Linked DNA regions of Mus musculus: all the other regions are linked to region 1. A link is a contact called in public promoter capture Hi-C data. All regions are on one chromosome and are shown on one strand. Each heading gives the region's core, a stretch centred on a gene start, on an enhancer-like site or on the middle of the called end of the contact. The rest is flanking DNA. Distances are from core to core; before and after follow the strand shown.

Region 1 (3,373 bases), core at 316-2,815:
GTAAAATTCCTACTTCAAAAAAAAAAAACCCAAGAATTTAAAAAAACAAAACAAAACAAAAAACAAGCAAACAAAAAAAAAACAAAGAACCATCCAGTATGGTGGCACAAGTCACTAATCCCAGCATTTGGGAGGCAGAAACAGGCGGGTCTGAGTTCGAGGCCAGCCTGGTCTACATAGGGAGATCCAGACCTGTAAAGGCTAAAGGTTCTGTCCCAAAGCAAAAACAAAAGCAACCCGCATAAAGATAGCAGCACATAATAAAGCCACAATAACATAAACTACCATCATCTCCATTTTCTATATAAGGAATAAAGGACATAGAGGTTAAACTGTTGGGTTCAGTGACAGATAGACTTAACTTCCAGACAGTAGCCAGAAACAACTTGCATCCAACACCGGGCCTGGCAAGAAACAGGTAGCGCTCGGGGAATATCGTGAGAGTCTGAATTTAGTGGCAAGGGCAGAAGGCTACCCAATTTACCATCCTGTTCTCAAGTCTATGGATAGTAACTAACACGGAGTCAAGGCTTTGGAAGTACAGGTAAGTTTGTATCCGTTTTACAGATTAGAATACACCGGCACAAGGATATGAAGAAACGTTCCCAGGATCACTTAGCTAGAACACGTTTGCACCAGGTCTTAATGTGGGCAGTCTGACCAGAGACGGCTGGATCGTATTCCAATTGCCCAACACGGGGCTCCCAGCTCCAAACACAGCCACGATTTAAAACAAAAACAAAAACAACTGTCGTAAGGTGTGAGGGGGAAGCCTGATGAGGGAAGGAGCTGAGTAACTTCAAGTCTGGGCATTTGCGCCCTTGGAACTTCAGACGAATCTCCCATACCTTACCGGGCCTCAGTTTCCCTCTCCAAGTCATAAAATAACACCGTTTCCAACCTCAGACCCTCCATCAGAGCCCCAGGCCTGCAAAACAAGGCTTAAGAAGCCACAGGGCTGCGGGAGAGTGGATGAGGGAACACAGCCATGGGAGAGCCGGGGTGCGGGTGATCACCTTTGCGGAGCTCGCGGTGCCACACGGAGACGATGGGTCCTGCGTGCTTGCGGTGGTGGATGAGCCACAGGGAGAGGGTCTGCACGCTCTGCTGAGAGTTGCTCAGCTCTGAGAGCTTCTTTTCCAGCGCCGATTCTGAGAAGGAGGACATGGTGGCGGTGGTGGGGAGCAGCCCGGGCCGCCCGATGAGACGGGGAAAGCGACCGCACTCGGCCCAGGCCTCCGCTGACAGGCTGCAGGGCTCTCCGCCGACTGACAGACAGCTCGGGGTACCAGGTGGGGGGAGGGGACAGGTCTCCGCAGTAACAGCCGCCCGCGCCGCCGCCACAAGATGGCCACCCGACCTCTCACCCCGCCGCCACGGGGGTCAAAGGGCAAGGGCCACAGCCGGGCGCCGAGAGGCTTCGGAGCCGGAGGAAAACGATCCTTAGGAGGCGGCAGTATCCTTGGTCCCTGACTTCTAGCCGGCCAGGCCGAGGGAACAAATCCAGGTCCTCGAACACCGAAAATGCGCTTTAACCGCTCGCGCCCGCGCGCCGGCGCAGTGAGCCTCACCGGAACCCTTTTTCCCGCTCCGCAGAACCTTTCTGGCGCGGCGCGACGCACTACTTAGTCGTCATTTCCGCCTAGGGTGCAGGAGGCGGGAGAGTGAGGGAAAGACTGGAAGACGAGGTAAGAGTGGCGGGAGTGTAAGGGAGCCCAGCCGCTTAGGAGCGTCCAGAAACGAATCCTTAGGACACACTGAGGCAGGAAGCGCGGGAGCTGGGTGTGGGAAGGGCCGCGTCGCTTTGGTGGCTGGCCTAGGCCACACCTCCCTCCGTGCCTGGGCCCCTCTCCCCAGCGCTCCTCTAGTTCCTTTAAAGACACGAACTCTTGGCAGGGCTCCCCACTTTGGTTCCTGTTCTGACTTCCGAAGTGATACCCCTTTTCTCACCTGGTGGAACTGCGCCGTCTACTGACCTCTACTGAGTCTGGCCCCACACACACACAACTTTTTTTTTGGAGGGGTGTGATGGCTCCAAGTGCTTGCTATGCAAGAATGAGGATTTGTGTTCCCATCATTAAAAAGCCCAAGTTGGTGGGCCAGGTCTGTAACTTCAGTGTTCTGGGGCTGAGACAGGAAGATCGCCGGAGCTTGCTAGATGCCTGCTTAACTCCAGGTTCAGTGAAAGACTCAGTCTCAAAAGAATAAGCTGGAGAGTGATTGAGCGGGACACCTGACGTCCTCTGTGCGTGCACCCCCCCCCCAACACACATACCTACAACTCCCTGACGTTGTTGAACTTATTAGATGTGAGTCCCCTCCCAGCCTAAAAGACATTCCTATAGTTGATGCCTGGTTTTCTTAACTTCTCTGTCCCTAATATACATGCTTTGACCCTTCTTCACCTGGAGTGCATCATGATCATAGCTAGTGTAGTTGAGAAGTTTCTATGTGCTAGACACTTTTCAAAGCTATGAGGTAAGTGTTATCGTCTCACGGTTTAACAACTGAGGAAACAGGTTACAGAGGTGTGGTGATCACATAAGTTTCAAGCTCACAGAGCTAAGATCTGAATGAAGAGAGTGTATCTAAGTGTGTCCCAGCATCTGGAATCAAAGCTGAATTCATAGCTGATTGAATTAACGCACAAGTCAACACCTTATAATGATATAGGGAGGCAGAGGCAGGTGGTTCTCCTGAGGGTTCCAGGCCAGCTTGGTCTGTGCAGTAAATTCCAGACCAGCTTTTAAGACCCCACCTTACAAAAAAGCTCGGGCTTTTGAGACCTCATCTAAATAGTTGCTGAGTACTGAGTAACTCATGTTCTGAGTACCCTTTGTACTAAGTCTATGTATCCAGATGTTACTATTTTAAATGTCAGTCCTTAACAACAGTGCTCTGGCACGGGGATTGCTATCACCATTTGATAATGAGAACACATGAGATTCGAGTGAGTTACCTGTCCAGAGCTGCTTGGGCATAGCCAGGAAATGGCAAAACTAGAATTCAGTCAAGGCCTGACTCAGTCAAATCACCTGATCCCAAATTCCTCACATATTAGCCAAAGGTTCCTTCATTCAGTGAATAATTTCTGAGCATCTGTGTTTGAAGCACTGTTCTGGGAAAACAGACAAGCTGTCCCTGCCCTTGGGAACTTGCCTTCTAGAGAAGAGAAAAATGGACATGCAAGTATAAAATGAAACAAAAAAATGATTTTCATAAAAATCCAGGAAGCCAAGGGGGTAGGGAATGCATGGGCTTGAGAAAATGTAAGTTGGTCACATAGAAGTATGTTATATATGCCCTTCGGAGAGGATAAAGTAGCATTTGGTTGCTTGCAAGGAGCTAGAGAACAAGCCATAAGCTATCTTTC
Region 2 (3,373 bases), core at 228-2,727, 1.6 Mb after region 1:
TAGCTGGGGATTGAACTCAAGACCTTTGGAAGAACAGACAGTGCTCTTAACTGCTGAGCCATCTCTCCAGCCCACATGTGTGTTTGTGTTTTCGTGCGTGTGCGTATGTGAGTGTGCGTTTTAACAGAAGCTAAAGGGGCTTTGGATTCCTTATAGTTACAGGCATCTTGTGCTTCCTGATGTAGGTGCTGGGATCCAAACTCTAGTCCACTGATAGAGCAAGCACTAACTGCTGAGCCATCTCTCCAGGCCCAAGGATAGTGTTGCCATTGGCATGTTTTGTGGGGCAGAAGAGTGCTTATTACACAGCCTTGGCCAACCTGGAACTTGCTGTGTGGTTTGATCATAGTCAGTCGGATAACTGAGAGAGTGACTAACTGACCAGTGAGTGGAAGCAGTAAACAACAGCACACATTACATCCTGGAAGGATGGTATGGGGCATCATGGACTATGGGCAATGTAAAACGTACACAGTGACTATTTGGGAAATTATCCACTTAGTGTTTCTGGGAAGCAGTTCACCTCTGGGTAGCTGAAACGAAAAAGGGAACCCAGGGTCAGGAGAACTACTGTATACCATACGTCACCATCTGCTGTAAGGGCTCTCATCTCTGACCTTGTCCCTGATTCCGCTGACTTTCATGGCACATCTCAAAGCCCTTCAGTGGCTCTCATTTCTGTCTTGTATTCATTGACCAGATCCAACCCTCCTCTCTTCCCTGGCCTTAGCTCTTTGTGGAGCAGGTAAGGCCTATGTGGTCCATTTCATAGCCTGTTAACTGTTTGCTGTTCTCTTCTGTTAGGGAGGCTCTTTACACACACTCTGTGAGACTATGTTATCCCTTGCCTCCTTCAAGACTTTGTTCCAGGGGACTGGAGAGATGGCTCAGCTCAGCTGTCTATAATTCCAGTTCCAGGGCATCTAAAACTTTTACACAGACACAGATAGACAGAAACAGACAGGCAGGCAGACAGACAGACACACGCACACACACACACACCACCGTGGACAGAAACTGTGAGAGGGGTGATGTGGGGGGAGGGGTCCGATTTGCCTTCTTAGCCTCATGGAATAATAAATTCTATGGGGTTGTATTTGAGTAGATAAGAGGCAAGCAGTTCACTATCTTACTAGGTAATTAGTTTATAACACCACTTCTAGTGAGACTAGTGTAGTACTTCAGGCCCTTAGGCGTTTGCCTATAATTATTTTTATAATGTATCACAAATTGCTGGGACTGCTAGTGTGGGCTTTTTCTTTTTTTCTTTTTCACTTTTGGCCTTTTATTCTCCCCTTGGCCTTCTAGTCTCTACAAAAGATGTAAAGAGACTTAAAGAAAAAAAGACCCCCGCCCCCAACCCCAGGCTCCCCCCCCCCCCCCCCCCCCCCGCTCCCGGCCGGAACCTTGCAGTTGGGGAAACGTTAGCTCTCCGGTGGTGTTTTTGCGGGCTTCCGGTGCCGCTCCAGCCTGGGCGAGAAGAATTGCCAAGTCAGTTCCGGCAGAGAGCGCAGCGAGCTCGGGAGTGTGGCCTTCTTCGCCCCGGGCCCCTCACGGCCTCGGCCCGCGCCGGGTGAGCCCGAGGGGCCCGGGAGCAGCCTCGGTCCCTACTCTGCGGACGCCAGGAGCCCTCGCCCTCGAGGCAGCCACCGGCTAGGCCACGCGGCCATTCCGCAGCGACTCTTGCCCTGCCAACGATGCGCCTGCATGGCGGCGGCCTCCCCGACTCCACCGGCGCCCTCTCTCCAGGGCCGGGCCCACCGAGGAGTCCCAGCCAGGCCTTCGAGGACGCCTCGAAAGTGGCGGCGAGCGTGGCATGACGGGAAGAATGGCATCCACCTGAAGGCCAAGGCTGGGCCTTCGGGGCTTCTGCGGCCTAAGGCGGCGGGTCTGAGCAAGAACACTCTGCCATCGCCGGCTCGGGACGGGAGGCCCACCCGTGGCCGAGCACGCAGACCTGGATGAACCGAGGCCTCGATGGGCCTGGACGAAGGTGAGCGGGGCCCCGAATCACGGCGAGAGGAACGATCGATTCTTGGGCCGCGGGTCTTCCCTCCACCCGAGAGAAGCCGAGACGCGACAACCGCAGGCGGCCATTCGGAAACGCTGTCGCCGTAGAAGTCCTGTGTATATAATATGAAAAAGCTGCTCTCAACCTTTCCCCCGACCCTTTTTAGACTTCTGGCTAAATCTGGACGTCTAACTGTAGAGATTGCCGACGCAGGGTAAAGGAGAGGTAGGAGATGACGTGAATACCCAGTCGCCATAAAAAGAAGATCGTGGACACGTCTTCTGCAAGTGATTTTGAAATGGAATTGTTTAGGCCGCCTCTAGAAAGACCCAGGAGCGACACTCGTCCCTGTTTGTTCAGTACCTTAGAGGATCCAGCAGGAGGAAGAAGAGGCCCGGAGCCAGATTGGTCGTGTGAAGAAGACGTGTCTCTCTTTTTTATCCTATTGTATTGTGTATGCATTTTAGTCCTCATTTCTTACCCCCCACACCATGTTTGCGTGTGTGCCTGTGTGTGTGTATTTGAGTGTGTTTGAAAATGCCAGGTTTTGGGGGTAATGTCTTTCTAGCTGCTCTGAAGTGCCTGCCATATTTTATAAGTAGTAAACATGCTGTAAATACCTTTTTGTTAGGATTCATTTGAATTATTGTTTGGAGAAGAAAAGCCAAACCTCTCCTGAGTTGACCGCATTGTGTTTGTGCCCTGGTTCCCAGAAGGAAATCCAGAGCTCTAAGCTACTGTGGTCCGTGAGTGGAAAGGAACCACTATCTCCCACTATCCCATTTTGTTTGGCTTTTCTTTGTACATAGTGTATGTAAAGGACAAAGGGGTCCTAATTTACAACATCTAGTCACTCTAGATGTTAAAGAGGTTGCCAGTGTATGACAAAGTAGAGTTAGTAGAACAACACTTTTTTTTTTTTTTTTTTTTACATTTTGTGTTAAAGTTGTAATTACTCTTGTTACGTGTGCCATTTACTGACTGCTGTGTATATAGTGGACAACAGTCCTTACTTGAAACATCTGGTCTATCTAGATGTTTAGAAGTGCCCAACGTATGTTAAATGTAGAGGTAGTGAAATATCACTTTGTAAATATCTTTTTGCAAACACTCATGAGTCGTTGTCTTTGGGGAGTGGGGTGATGAGCCCTCTGAGCAGTACTGTCTTTACTTGCTCCGGGGTTTGGAGGAGGTGTTGGGAGGCAGTGACAACGGCCATGTAGTGTGTGTGTATATGGGACCTTTTCAGATGCCATTTTTATATTCTTGCATTTTGTTTTGCTGTGTGTATACTGTATATAATGGACAAATATGTCTAAATTTTCAACATCTAGACTCTAGATGTTAAAGAGGTTGCCAATG
Region 3 (3,373 bases), core at 314-2,813, 1.6 Mb after region 1:
TCTCTAGATCCTTGTCAAACCTAGTCTACCTACATTTCAGTACCAGTATCTGAACCCGGCAGACAGTGACTAAATCCGCAAACTTCCCTGTAATCTTGTTTTTCAAATATAGGGGGCTTTCTATTCTGTTCCAGTTAGCAGCAAAATGGCACTTCTCTTACTGTCCCCATCCTGGCTCGCCAATACACAAACAGCTTACACACTCATAAAAAAAAAAAACAAACCAGATATACCAGAACTTATCAAAACAAATGCACATATACATCCAGAGATATTTTGTTTATTCTTCATCAGTAAAATGTACAAATGCACCTAAATGCACAAGAAATATACAGGGAGAATGCACACACTCACCCAGACTAGACATGCATGCAGTGCCCAAAACATGGGGGAAGAGATACAGAAACACATCTCTCTCAAAGTATGAAGACCTTCTGAGAGGGGATTCCTTGGAGTGGGGCGCTGGCCATTTAAGATAGTGATCAGTTTTACTAGTCTTTGTAGGGTACCTAGGCTGCTGCCCTTCCGAACAGTGTCCAGGGTGAGGGTGGAGGGTACCTAACCAGGCTGGGCTGTAGCTGGCCAGGGTGATGGTCGTTACACAGCAAGGAAACATATCACAGAACCCCGCTGAGGGGCCTCTGTTGCTTCTACCCACACCCATGCCTGCGCACAGACACACCCTCTTCACACCTAATCCCCCACCCCACCCCTCACAAACACACACCCGGGATTTGAGCAGGCCACGCCCTCTGCTTCAGCTCAGCTGGGAGCCAGGCTCCACTGGCAGTAGGGCTCTCCCGTACCCCGGGTGTGGCTGCCCACCTGCCAGCAGGGAGTCTCCACTCAGCTAAGACGCCCCCGCCGCTGCTGCTACCCACTTCCTCGGCCAGTGCCGGGCTCCGGGCGACGCCAGCGCCTCGGCTGCCGCCCCCACCCCCTTCCTCCCGGCAGTGCGGAGACAAAGCCGAGCACACGCACACAGGGGCTACGCGGGTGCACACCCGCCCTCACACGCGCACACACACGGGGAGTCACACTGGCGTGCACACAGCGAAACACACACACACGAACACTCACATACACCCGCCATAGGCTTCAGCCACAAGCGAAGCCATCATCAGCATAGGCACACTGCCTCATCCAGATGTACACACTGTTACACATTGGGACACACCCTCTCTAGGCACATCTCCGGATAAGCAAACCAGGGCACACAGACCCTTACCAGATTAGTACACCACCCAGCCCCTTACTCAGATGCACACGCACGTACACACCACTTGCACCGACCCACAGACACACGCGCGTTCACATTAAACGCACACCCGGAGATGTGGACCCCGACACGTACCCGCAAAGACACGAATCGTAGCTTCGGCCACGCACGTCCTCCAGCACGCGAGCTCGGGACGTAGCAACAGCCTGCTCGGTCTCCGCGCCCTGCTAACCTGGCGGCGGCGGCGCGGCTTCCGGGAGCCGTCTGTCTGTCTGTCTCTGAGTCCCTTCGTCCAGTGGCCGCCCAGGCAGGCTCCAAGACGCTCCGGAGCTGCGCAGAAATGCCCCGCTCGCTCTCTCGCTCGCTCGCTCGTTCGCTCCCTCCCACGGCGCTCAGCCCCCTCCCCGCCCGCTCCGCACACCCCCTCTCCCCCTCTGCCCCGCCCCGCCAGCTCCCTGGGAGGAGGCGGCGGCGATCCGGGCCAGGCAGCGTCCGAAGGGTGTGCGAGTAGCGAGCGCGACCCACTGGCCCCAAGAGCCGAGCTGCCCAGGAGCAGGCGCGTCCGATCCCAGGGAGGGGAACTCGGAGGGGTGTGCGCCCCGCGAGCCCGCGCCGCTGGCTTCCCCCACGTGGGACAGACGCCCACCAGAGCCTAGGCAGAGCTCAGAGGCCGAGGCGAGCAGCGGGACCACGAAGACGAGACTCTCCACGGAGCCTCCTCTCCCTCCAGGTCCCAGCCCCGTGGGCTCGGCCTTACTCCACCTCCTAGAGAGTCGCCACCGGCACCAAGTCTGCTTCACCTCGCCTTTGACTGAGAGCTTGGCGTTCAGGCCGGTAGCCTGGGCTAACCTGGGGGACCAGCAGCACCACTGGCCTCCACTCCCTCCAGCAGGGACCTGGCCGACGCCCACTACCCTTCAGCCTCCCTCCTATTGTTCGGGCGGCCTAAGCTGCGGAGCTGTGGAGGACCACGCAGCTCTTTCCAACCAGTCTGAGGTGGCAGTCCTTTGGCACTCTTTGGAAGCAAGGGCCGAGCCCCTGGTCCCAAGACCCTGGGGACCCACAGGCCCAAGCATGCCCAAAGTCAAGCGTTTCTCTGAATTATGATTATATCCGCCCTGGACCTTACAGGCTCCTGCCGGAAGGTACTGCTTTGAACACACACGTAAAGCTAAGCATAGGAAAAGGACAAAGTAACGAAAACAGTGAACCTAGAATAGTATCCATAGAAGGTAGGGCGTCTATGGGGTTAGCTGAAGAAACTGAGCTTGGGTTCCCAGAGCAAGGGCCAGACCTCAGAAGGCCAGGAATACCAAGCCTCCTTTGTTAGACTTTGAAGGGAAGAAAAGGAAGAAGTAAATGTAAGAACTTACCGGGTTTTATTAGAGGCCTCTGCATGGGTAACAACCTAGGCAAATGACTCCAAAATGTAAACACCTTCACCTCTTGTGACCTTACCTTATCTTAAGTGGTAGCTGGGATCCACCTGAGTCTGCCCCAGGTAGCACAGAATCAAAGGCTAGGCCAGTAATTCTGGTTCTTCACTGCGGTCCCATCTCCTCCTCCCCACCCCCACCACTCTGCTACAGGATGCTAAGAGCAGATTGGAATCAAACAGCTGAATAGATAAATCCAGAAGGGGAGGCCTGGTTTGGACCTCCAGGGACATTGATAAACTGAGAGGACAAAACTAAGGAAACCAAGGCCCTACCTAAGACAGGACTCAGCAGTGCTCACTCAGCCGCTCCACTGCATGGAAGAAATACTTCCATGTCTCATTTCATCTGTACAGTTGCAACAGACGGTAGCCGTGAGCACAAAGTCACTAAGGAGCTTGGAAAGGGGCAGAGGCAGGATCCTGGACGTTGATTTTGAACTCCCATATTTAGCCATCAGGCCAGCCCTGAATGTGAGGTGGCAGTAATTGACCTACTCCAGTCAGCACCCACCATGACAGGATTCTGTTTATGGGTGTTTTCTGTCTCCATGTAGTTTCCTGATACCAAGCACAGACCCTGATTCGGAGACCTAATTTGTTAAACAACTATCTCATGGCATGGGCATGGCTCCGATGCCCTCTGCTCTGGGGCGAGGGACTGTTATCACTGGTTTTAGATGAAGCGGAGGAAATCTGAACTGCTAATCAGATCTGCT
Region 4 (3,373 bases), core at 345-2,844, 1.5 Mb after region 1:
AATAAGACTACTGAAAACCAGATATTTGTATTTTACACAGAAGTGGCCTCAAAATACACAAGCAGAAAAATCGAGTGCTGCTTGATGTTTACTCTTTTATTTAAAACAAACAAAAAATCCTTTTACAAAAAAATATTAGGAGCACACTTCATTGTCTTTACCTAAAAAAACAGGAGAAAAGACTCTAAATTAGCACTCTTTTTCAAACTGCAAGATGTATCTTGAGTTAAGAAATCATTTTTAGCCGGGCGGTGGTGGCGCACGCCTTTAATCCCAGCACTTGGGAGGCAGAGGCAGGAGGATTTCTGAGTTCGAGGCCCAGCCTGGTCTACAAAGTGAGTTCCAGGACAGTCAGGGCTACACAGGGAAACCCTGTCTCGAAAAAACAAAACAAAACAAAACGAAAGAAAGAAAGAAAGAAAGAAGGAAGGAAATCATTTTTAGACAGAAAGCTATCTGAAATAATGAGAAAAGTTACACAGAAGCCAGAAGAGGATGCTGAATTCCCTGACACTGGAGTTAGAGGTGGGTTTAGCACCATGGCGCCCTTAGGAACTGAGTCCAGGTCCCCTGGAAGAGCAGACAAGTCTCTTAACCACCAAGTCATCTCTCCAGCACCAAGAAGAGAACTTTTAAGCTATTGGAATGCCACAAGTAACAAGGATAGGAATGGTTCCAAGAAGACATGTGCTTGTATATACATGTGATCACAGCATAAAAGTCTTGTGACTGTAGTTCACAGTAAAAAAAAAAAAAAGTCTGAAACACAAACGAATACTCTTCACAAGCCTGCAATACAGAGACAACTCCTCAGCGTATTCACCGCCTTCCAAGAGTGGAGAGTACTTGGTCCTCAATGCGTTCTCTATCTGGCTTTAGGGAATGGCCCGAAAACGCTGCATGAATTTCCCTGGGCAACTCTTCAGCTAATTTAATACCACCCCAATCCGAAGGATTGTTCTAACCACACTGGCTTCTTTCTTACCCTCACACCAGAGAAAACTCTACCCATAGCACTTGGTCACACAATTATTTTTCTTTTTTTAATCTTAGTAAAGCCTCCTCGACCCGGGACTAAGTCAAATGTTGGTGATGACACTCTGGCTACCCTGTTGCCGTTCAGTTCCAGGGACAGGTGTGTAACTTTGTGTACTTGGTTGAAGACTGTCATGCCCACAAGACTCGAGTCCCTGATGCCTAGCATACACACGAAGCTTAATTTTTTTTTTTTAACTTACGATAATATGCACTTTAAATAAAGCCAGGAAGCCGGGTAGGTGACTTACCGGAAGCCACGCAGATCCAGCTCGAGTGAGTCTCGTTCTCTGGTTACAGTTAAAGGGGTGTGGGGGGAAGTTCCTTCGGGAGCCCCAGAGACCCTGACCACGGTGTCCTCAGGGACGGGTTCTCAGGAAGAAAGGCCTCCTCAGACACCAGCTCACAAAGCCAGACTCCGCCAGCGCGATTCTGAGACAAGAAGCGAGGTGGCCCGACCACACACAAGGAAACCGGAGGCCGAAAGGCGCACCGAGGGCCGACACTCACCGTAGCACCTCAAGCTCCGGTTCCGCGGAAACGGGACGGAAGTTCGGCTGCTTTGGTGCCGGATAGGTGCTACGGAAAAAGTAGTCCGGCGGAGCCCCGAGTCTCAGAAGAAATGGCCCGTGCTTCCAGGTTCCTCACGATAAGCACTTCATTTTCTTCTTACTGTTTCGTTTTACTTCCCGAATTATAAATAACGACTTTAATTAAACTATCCACTTTATATCCCCGTCCAGAAACATACTCACCATCCACAGTCCTTTTGGTCTCAAGCAGACACGGGCTGGCCAAAGCATGGTTCAGGTGTTGGCACACAGTAGCCACAGACTGGCTCAGTCATGGTTGGTCCTCTTTAGCCACATTTCCTATGCCGGTCACCATGTCAAAAGTTCCCTATTATCTCCAAGTCCCGGCTTCCAGACACATTCATCCCTAGTTTCAGAACCAAGGCTGTTGCCTGAAGGGAGAACCAGTCCCTTCAAACGCAAACACAGCAGTTCCTCTGGAAATGACCACCCAGTGTTTTCCAGGCCTTACAGAATACAGCAGTCAAGCTATAAATGTGCACTGAGTGAGGAAACCTGACTGTCTTTTTCTTCTCTATTTCCTTAGAACCTAGCACATAGCCCTCATAAATGTACTGTGTATTTAATAACAAATCAAATGATGTGTATAGTAAATGACTATCCATAGGCCTTGCTGTATTAGTCAGGGTTCTCTAGAGTCACAAAACTTATGGGTAGTCTCTATATAGTAAGGGAATTTGTTGATGACTTACAGTCTGTAGTCCAGCTCTCCAACAATGGTGAGCAGCAGCTGTGAATGGAAATCCAAGGATCTAGCAGTTGCTCAGTCCCACAAGGCAAGCAGGTGAACAAGAGAGAGAGAGAATCTTCCTTCTTCCAATGTCCTTATGTAGGTCTCCAGCAGAAAGTGTGTGCCCAGATTAAAGGTGTGTGCCATCACACCTGGATCTGGAACTTGCTTTGTCCCACATGACTTTAAACTCAGAGATCTCCCCTGTCTTAATCTTCTCGGATTCATAACCACTATGCCTCAAGATTTCCATGCCATTATCCAGGTCAGACACTTGCATCTCCCAGCCTCCAGATTAGGGTCACTGTGAGCCTACCAATTCTGGATTGTAGTTCATTCCGGATATAGTCAAGTTGACAACCAGGAAGAGCCAGTACACTAACCTTGTGCTCAGTGGTTCTGTACATCAGAACTCCACCATGAGCCAGAGCTACTGGGAGATACATAGATACTACTTCTAATCTCCTCACTAACCATAGCCAAGATGTGACCCTCCTCTAATCTTGTACTGCCAACTTTCCCGACCTGATTGTAAGCTTGTTTATCTATAAAGGCAGGATTCTCAAAGGCCTTCAGTCTCTTCTTCGGGTGACTTTACCAAGACTGGCTGTAGCTACAATGGCTGACAGAGCAGAAGACAAATAACCTCCAACTTCACTATTGCCCACCTGCCTCTTAAGTGGCCTTCCTACAGCACTGATGGTTGTCAATGGAGAGAAACCATAAAAGCATGCCCAAATTCCTGGAAAAGCCTTGCTATTCCCAGAAAGGACGGGAGTCCCTCTGCCCCCTTTACTGGCTATTGATTGATTGCATCATACCTGCATATCTATAAGCCCGGGTTGGTAAAGGGCTTGATCTGAGTTTAATCTCCCATCTCTGTTCCTATCCCTTGCTGATAGATATGTCCTCCATCTTTTTACTGGTGCTACAATTCTGGGAGAAGAATGACCAAGTATAGGGATAAAGACTTGGCAATTAGGATTCTCAATTTACAAAAGAGGAAACTGAGCTT
Region 5 (3,373 bases), core at 318-2,817, 1.2 Mb after region 1:
ACTCCTGCACCCGCCCACCCACGAACTCCAAGTGACCTGCCCACCCACGATCTCTCCGACCCAGGAGCACGCACGTCACCACACCGGCCATCCATCAGTTTTTTATACAACTGGGTTATTGGAGGCACCCCTTGGACACTGCACCCCATCAATCTCCTACACACTCCCACAACACCATCTGCAGCCACTCCCACAGGAACTTTCTGACAACTCGCCCAGCTCCAGATACAATCCCCCGGGCCGCACACTGAGGCTGGAGTTCCCAGCAGTTCACACAAAGCGCGCAGCCTCCCCCGCGGCCCAGACGCAACGGAGCACATGGCTCATGGGGCGCCGACGAATCCGCCGGCGCTCAAGGCACCCTCACTCAACTGTCCCCCACCAGAGTCACGGTGCGAGCAACAGCTCCCCTGTCGGTCCGCCACCCGGCGCTTGGGGGTTGGGGGGGGGGGACGACTTTGCAAGGAAAAAAAAAAAACTCACGTGTCCATTTTGGGACAGGAAAAAGTTTAGTTCCCAGCCCGTTCCCTGGTACTCCGCGCAGGGTGACTCTTGGGGCGCGGGGCCGCCGGAGCGTGCGCGCTCGGCTTTGTGCTCCGAACTCGGCCCGGAGGGGGAGGGGAAAAGAGGGGGCTGGGCTCCAACCTCCGCGCCGCCCCCCCCCCCCAACTCTGCGCCTGGACTCCATGTTGGCCGCCCCCCCTACATCGGGGACGCGCACAGCCCCCGCAAGACGCTCGGCTGCCCTTCGCCTGGTCCCGGGGTCCCGGCGCGCACAAACTTTCTCCGCGTCGCCAGCCCCACGCGCCCCACAGCCTTGGCCCGCCTGGGAGTGACAGATGCCTCGGAGACAGACTTTCCTTTGTTCCAAAGGAAAGGGGAACTCGCGCGGGCTCCCAAGCCCTCTCCGTCGGAGCCCCGCCCGCGGCCCCCACCTCCAGCTGTCACTCGGCGGCCCCCGGTCCCGCTCTGTCGCCGTGCGGGAGGGGGGGGGGCTGCCGGCGGTTAGCAACGTGCACTTTTGAAACCAAACAAACCCGCTCCCCGCGCGCTCACCCCGCTGCAGGGCACCGGCTGCCCTCTCCCAGAGGAGCTTTGGGAGCTTTGGGAGCCGAGCCCTCCCTCAAGGACCCCGAACAGCGCCCCCCCCGCCAACCCCGGCATTCCGCGCCAGCGTTCCGCGGTCCCGACTCACACACACCCCCGGGGCTCACACACCCACTGTCGCACGCGCCGGGACGACGCCCCCTCCCCCGCCCCGTCGCCCCAAGAAACTTTCCAAGTTGTCCGCGCGCCTCCTCCCGCGTCTCCAGCCCCTCGGCGCCCCGCACTCACCTTCCCTGGCGGCTTTCCGGCCCACGCGGCCTCGGTGGGGTGTGGGACCACCCGGCCGGGGCGGGGGGCACCGGGGGAACGCGCCGCGTACCTGCCGGGTCTGACACCCGCCTGACAGCTCGCGGCTGGAAAGCACCTCGCGACCTGACGTCAGATCCCCTCTCCTCCCATCCCGCCTGCCGCACCCTCCCCCACCGCCCCGAGGCAGAAACAAACTTTGTGCAGAGCGTGGCCAGCTACGCCCACCCTCGGGGGCGGGCCCGCAGAGCCAGGGGGCTTCGCCCCGCCCACGCGTCGGAGGGGGCGGGCCCGCGGCACCTCCTTCCTGCGCCCACCCACCTTAGGAATGCCGCATGGCCGGGGCCCGGGGCGGAGCGGTGGGACCAGGGCTCCCGGAGTCAGCTCCAGGGCAGGAAGTGGCCCGCTCCTCCTTTCAGAGAGTGTTTCCGGAGCGCCTACTGTGTGCTCCTCCATGGGGGTGGGGGCACTACCAGGCACAAAGGGTGCCAGTCCCCGTACCTTTGTAAGTTCGCCTCCTCCTCTGGGAGCTTGCCCTTGTGGGGATGGGGAAACTGAGGCTCAGTCGGCTCAGAGTAACTCCCAGGTGCTAAAGGACCAGTTGTTTTGTCCGCTCATAAGGCAAACGGCGCGGCGAAGACCACTTGGGATAAAACCCCAAGCCTAGCGCAGATGGTCGGCCAGGGGTGAGTACAGGCTGCACCCCAGGAGCGTGAGTGAGGCAGGCACCGTGTCGCAATTTGGAGGTGGCCGCATTTACTCGCTGGTCCCTGCCTTACCACGTGTGCCAGTGTCCTTTGGCCAGGTGGGTCTGATGATAGAGCCGAGCCTTTCCCTTGGTGGCTAACCCCAGTTGGAGAGGGTGAGGCTAGGCGCTTCCAGCGGTCCAGGCTAGGGTCATTTTACCTCAAGTTTTCCTTGCGTCCAAGTTCCCTGACTGTTTGTCTGTCTCTTGCTATCTGCATAAGTGTGGCATAGCCTAACTCCAGCTAACAGGCCTTTTCTGGGTTTGTGATCATATAGGCCCAGAAACCTGAGACCCACGTGCCAGAACCAACAGCATCCGAACAGTCTTCCCTGATTGTTATTTTTTTTAATGCTGTTATCTTCTAATCATTTTACTGTTGAGTTTGGGTCTTGGGTCAGACTTAAGAGTGGCGCACCTGCTGCAGCTAAGTGACAGAGACAACAGCTGTCATTGCTGCAGCAGACTCAAGCTTTTGTTTTTCGTTGTACTGTAGTCACAAAAACTTTGGCAACCAAAGTTAAGTTTTCCTACCAGAAGGCCCTAAGCCAGTCAGGATGCCGATTAAAAGCATCTTAAGGTGGGTTTCATAGAAGCCGGACTTGCCTGGAAATCCTTGAAACCAAGATGGCCATCCAAAATCAAAAACATTGCCCAGAACCCTCTTTTTTACTGATGGTGACACCAAGTCTCAGAGAGTTGGTCACAAGCAATTTCTTAGCCAAGTCATATTCCAGCCACAGACCTTTGAAAGAATGAAGGAGATGGGAAATCTTAGGTAAGAAAAGTAAAAACCAATTAGGTCTTGGCAAAAAGCAGGGACTGTCATATAGGTGTGACATGGAGGGAAAATAGAGGGATAGCCCAGTGAATCTGGAGATGTGCCCTGGATCTCATACGATCCAGGCGTGTGCAGCAGGTGTCTTTTCTTTGTGACAGGAGCCTCTGGTGGGCAGTCACAAGCCCACGGATTCCACCAGTGACCCCAGGCCTGCTCACATGAGTGACGCGTTCCTCCCCATGGCCAGCAGCAGAGCGGACTGAATGCTGGGTGACAGGTCTGGAGTCTCCCTGACCCGCTTGGCAGGATCCAGGGTTGGGGTGAGGGGGGCTCTGTGTCAGGCTGGCTCTGTGTCAGGATTTCACATAAACAACTTCCCTAGCCTAAATATACCATGAACTCGACAGTTGCCAGGTCTGACTGCTCTGTAAATGTAGTTTAAGCTCTGTGCATCTTCACCCCAGGCATTCCCACTCCTGGGTTCATGATCCTGG
Region 6 (3,373 bases), core at 511-3,010, 1.2 Mb after region 1:
GAAGAGCAGTCAGGTGCTCTTACCCACTGAGCCATCTCACCAGCCCTGTATGTTTTATCTTAATGTATGCATGAGCACCATGTATGTGCCTGCTGCCCATGGATGCTGGAACACTGGAACTCCTCAGAACTGGAGTTACAGACCGTTGTGACTCACCATATGGGTGCTTGGATTGGAGCCCACTCTAAACTGCTGAGGCCTCTCTAGTCCCCATATGTGGTTCTTTTTTGTTGTTGTTTTCGAGGCAGGGTTTCTCTGTGTAGCTCTGGCTGTCTTGGAATTCACTCTGTAGACCAGGCTGGCCTGCAACTCAGGGATTCCCCGACCTCTGCCTCCCAGTGCACTACCACCACCACCTTGCTCCATATGTGGTTCTTCTGTCATTCCTTCTACTAAAGTGTGATGGGAAACAATATATTTAGACTATTAAGTGACTAATTCCAGAGCCTGTTCTCTACCATATTTTAGAGAAGTCGTTACTTCTTTAAAAGAAGCTGCGTAAATAGAAGTTTGTTTTGAAGTGACAATGGGCACTGTGCTCCTGGCCACAGATAACCCTTGGCTGGCCAGCTAAGTTCTAGAGAGTCTCCAGGAAGAAAAACTATTAACTTCAGTTCCCACCCTTCCTGTACAGCGACTTTTGAGAAAGCCAGAGTTAGGAAAGTGTGGTGGTGGAGAAGTGTGTGCTTAGGCCTGTGCCAGCTCATCTAAGTTTCACCCAACAAAGAGCACTCAGGTTTGTGAACTGCCCTGGACTCCAGACACCAGTCCTTGGACCGGGGAAGATAAAAAATATGACACAGCAGTTCACAAAGACGACAGGTTTTGCAAGAGCTGGGCAGGGCTGGGGGCAGGCCAAGGGCACCTTCAGGAAGTACTCCCCCCCTCCATGGCGGAACTGAAGGGAGGGAAGCCCAATTTCAACAGTCCAAACAACGGAAGGAGTCCAAATATAGCATTCTTTTCAAACCATCTAGAATCGGGCTGAATGGTGACAGGCTTGAAGATCACAGAATGGAGCAATGATAGGAGGCGTCCAGGCTCAGATCCTCTGGAGATGACCAGCGAGTGCATCTTTAAGTCCCCAACCTCTTCTAACCCATGTCTAGCGACTTTCTTACTAACTCACACCCTCTTAAGGTGGTCTTAGAACCGGCTCTCGAATCTTAAAGCTCACAGGGCATGTCTTCTTTCTCATCTAAGCGAGCAAGGACAGAGCCACCCCTCGCAATGTGCAAAGTAAACGCACTTCAGGGATTCCGCACCCGGCACGTGCGCAGTCTTCAGAAGCGCTAACTACTCCGGATCCTGCGGAGCAAACGGCGGGGGATAGCAGGGGCTCCGCTCGCTCCACTACGCGCCGGCCCCCTTGGCACCCCGCTCCCTGCTCCCATGGCCGCGCCCGGCCGATTGGCCGGGGCGAGGGAGACCCGGGCCCGTCCTCCCTCGCCGGGCCTTCTGCACCTTGTCGTCCCAGGCCGCGTCGCTCCGCAGCACCTTGCTCCACACGGACACCTTGAGGGCCCCGTTGGCCAGCTGCGGCTGAGGCGGCTCCTCCTTCCGCCGCCCGCCGCTCATCCTCCCGTCGCGCCGCCCGAGCCGGGCGTGGGGCGCGCGGGCCAAGCCGAAGGGAGTCGGGGTCTGGGACCGCGGGACTCGGCGCGCGGGGCGGCAGCGGTAGTCCGGGCAGCGAGGGACAGTGGCCCGCCGAGGCTCTGCTCGCTCTGCCCAGCGGCCGGCTCGCTAAGCTCCACGGAGCAGGCGCCGCCGAGGGAGGGGCGGGGCCCTGATGACGTGCGCACGCAGCCAATCGGCGGCCACGCGGCGGTCGGCTCCGAAGCTCGGCGACGCCTCGACGCGAGCGTCCCCTCCGGTGGGCGGAAGTGACAGAAGCTTCCGGCGGACGCCAGGGGACGGTGAGCGAGAAGGGACAAGTGCGGCCCGGAGGCGATCTGTGCGCGAGGAGGCGCTGTGAAGACTGAGGCACAGCCCCTCCGAGGAAAGCCGAGATTGTACGTTTCCTTGCCGGCTGAGCCGCGGCTCGTCCCCCGGAGCGACACAAAGAAGAAGTGGCCTTGCATCCTGCTCCGCCTCCCGAGCCGGGTCCTTGGTCCCCGGAAGCCCTGGGCTGCCCCACTGGAGTTACCTTCTGTGCGTTCTCTCCTAAACCTACACGTTATTCACGACTTTGTTCATGACTATGGAAAACAAAACAAAAACAAAAACCAAACCAAAGTTCCCTCGCCTGGCGATGGTGCAAGCCTGTCTACCTGCTGGAGGATGGTAAGTCCCCGGTCACGACAACCTGTCTCAACGGGAAAAAAAACAATTCTGTGAACCCTAACGTCTCCTCTTGCTCAGCGTTCTCTTCTGAGATCCGAATGTGAAGCTGAGATCCCAAGAGAGAAATTCTTTCCTAAGGATGAGGCAAGTTGAAACCAGGGGAGAACCCCACTAGGGGGAATAGAAAAGTAGTAGGTGTCGGGCTAGCTACCCCGTCCTCACTGTGTGTTGTTAGCACTTCCCAGGATGTGTTTTGAAAGGACAGAAGGAGCAGCACCCCCTGCGAACTTGTACAAAGACACGTTGTGGTGTACACTGTGACTCGTCTGCAGTCCAAACCCGGGGAGGAATGTTAGGCTGGCCTGGCTACATTCCAAGATCCCGTGCCCCGTCTGACCTGGGTTACACAGCGAAGCTGGTCTAGCATACAGAGTGAGAGATGCTGCCTCAAACAGACAAATGAGCAAAATCAGTCCCATCCTCCAGATGGTGCCACACAGGATGTGCTATGCTAAGGGATATCACTAAAAAACAAAAGAAAAGAAAAACCCCCCAAGAATTGTTTATTATGTATACATCGTTCTGGCTGCATGTTTGCCTGCAGGCCAGAAGAGAGGTTACCAGATCACATTATAGATGGTTATGAGCTACCATGTGGTTGCTGGGAATTGAACTTAGAACCTCTGGAGGAGCAGCTAGTGTTCTTAATCTATGAGCCATCTCTCCAGCCCGGAACATCACTTTTATGCAGTGAGTTTATAAAGGCAAAGTAATTTGCCTGGAATCATTGAGTTAGTAGTTGGGTTTATTTTACTCTAAATCCGAGTTCTTTTCTTTTTAAAAATAATTATTTCATTCCATAGTATGGGTGTTTTGCCTGCAGTGTGTGTGTGTGTGTGTGTGTGTCTGTGTGTGCACCACTTTGTGTGCCTGCTGCCTAAGAGGGCGACATATCTCCTACAGATAGTTGGGCGCAGTCATTCAGGTGCTTGGAATTGATTTCTTTTTTAAAAGTTTATTTTATATGTGTGTGTATATATATATATATATGTGTGTGTGTGTGTGTGTGTGTGTGTATACACAAATATAT

The links. Promoter capture Hi-C pulls out the DNA fragments that hold promoters and counts their contacts.
Region 2: a promoter capture Hi-C map of liver shows a contact between it and region 1, with 4 times the contacts expected there. The contact joins the promoter of Norad here to the promoter of Rprd1b in region 1. A contact is called at or near these places in 2 of 39 promoter capture datasets (both in liver).
Region 3: a contact with region 1 is called in a promoter capture Hi-C map of liver, with 2.4 times the contacts expected there. The contact joins the promoter of Epb41l1 here to the promoter of Rprd1b in region 1.
Region 4: a promoter capture Hi-C map of liver shows a contact between it and region 1, with 3 times the contacts expected there. The contact joins the promoter of Aar2 here to the promoter of Rprd1b in region 1.
Region 5: a promoter capture Hi-C map of hippocampal neurons shows a contact between it and region 1, with 2.3 times the contacts expected there. The contact joins the promoter of Tgif2 here to the promoter of Rprd1b in region 1. A contact is called at or near these places in 4 of 39 promoter capture datasets (hippocampal neurons, liver and pre-B cells).
Region 6: a contact with region 1 is called in a promoter capture Hi-C map of liver, with 2.9 times the contacts expected there. The contact joins the promoter of Rab5if here to the promoter of Rprd1b in region 1. A contact is called at or near these places in 2 of 39 promoter capture datasets (erythroid cells and liver).

The regions. Positions count from the first base shown.
Region 1 is chr2:158,026,689-158,030,061 of GRCm38.p6, reverse strand. Rprd1b (regulation of nuclear pre-mRNA domain containing 1B) reads right to left here and starts at 1,565. Exons shown (of 7, transcript NM_001291134.1): 1 at 1,017-1,565. The coding sequence starts at 1,167. It overlaps Tti1 (TELO2 interacting protein 1), which reads left to right and starts at 1,628. Exons shown (of 8, transcript NM_029282.2): 1 at 1,628-1,688.
Region 2 is chr2:156,391,083-156,394,455 of GRCm38.p6, reverse strand. Norad (non-coding RNA activated by DNA damage) reads left to right here and starts at 1,477. Exons shown (of 1, transcript NR_024329.1): 1 at 1,477-3,373. All of the region lies in intron 2 of Gm14170 (a long non-coding RNA gene), which reads left to right.
Region 3 is chr2:156,419,281-156,422,653 of GRCm38.p6, reverse strand. Epb41l1 (erythrocyte membrane protein band 4.1 like 1) reads right to left here and starts at 1,563. Exons shown (of 25, transcript NM_001368800.1): 1 at 1,355-1,563.
Region 4 is chr2:156,545,797-156,549,169 of GRCm38.p6, reverse strand. Aar2 (AAR2 splicing factor homolog) reads right to left here and starts at 1,594. Exons shown (of 4, transcript NM_026661.4): 1 at 1,287-1,594.
Region 5 is chr2:156,838,201-156,841,573 of GRCm38.p6, reverse strand. It overlaps Tgif2 (TGFB-induced factor homeobox 2), which reads right to left and starts at 1,567. Exons shown (of 3, transcript NM_173396.3): 1 at 1,336-1,567. It overlaps LOC115486128, which reads left to right and starts at 326. Exons shown (of 5, transcript XM_030252280.1): 1 at 326-392; 2 at 575-1,858; 3 at 3,038-3,156. The coding sequence starts at 326. The coding sequence ends at 3,039.
Region 6 is chr2:156,861,509-156,864,881 of GRCm38.p6, reverse strand. Rab5if (RAB5 interacting factor) reads right to left here and starts at 1,760. Exons shown (of 4, transcript NM_026124.3): 1 at 1,465-1,760. The coding sequence starts at 1,578. It overlaps 5430405H02Rik (RIKEN cDNA 5430405H02 gene), which reads left to right and starts at 1,937. Exons shown (of 3, transcript NR_027914.1): 1 at 1,937-2,283.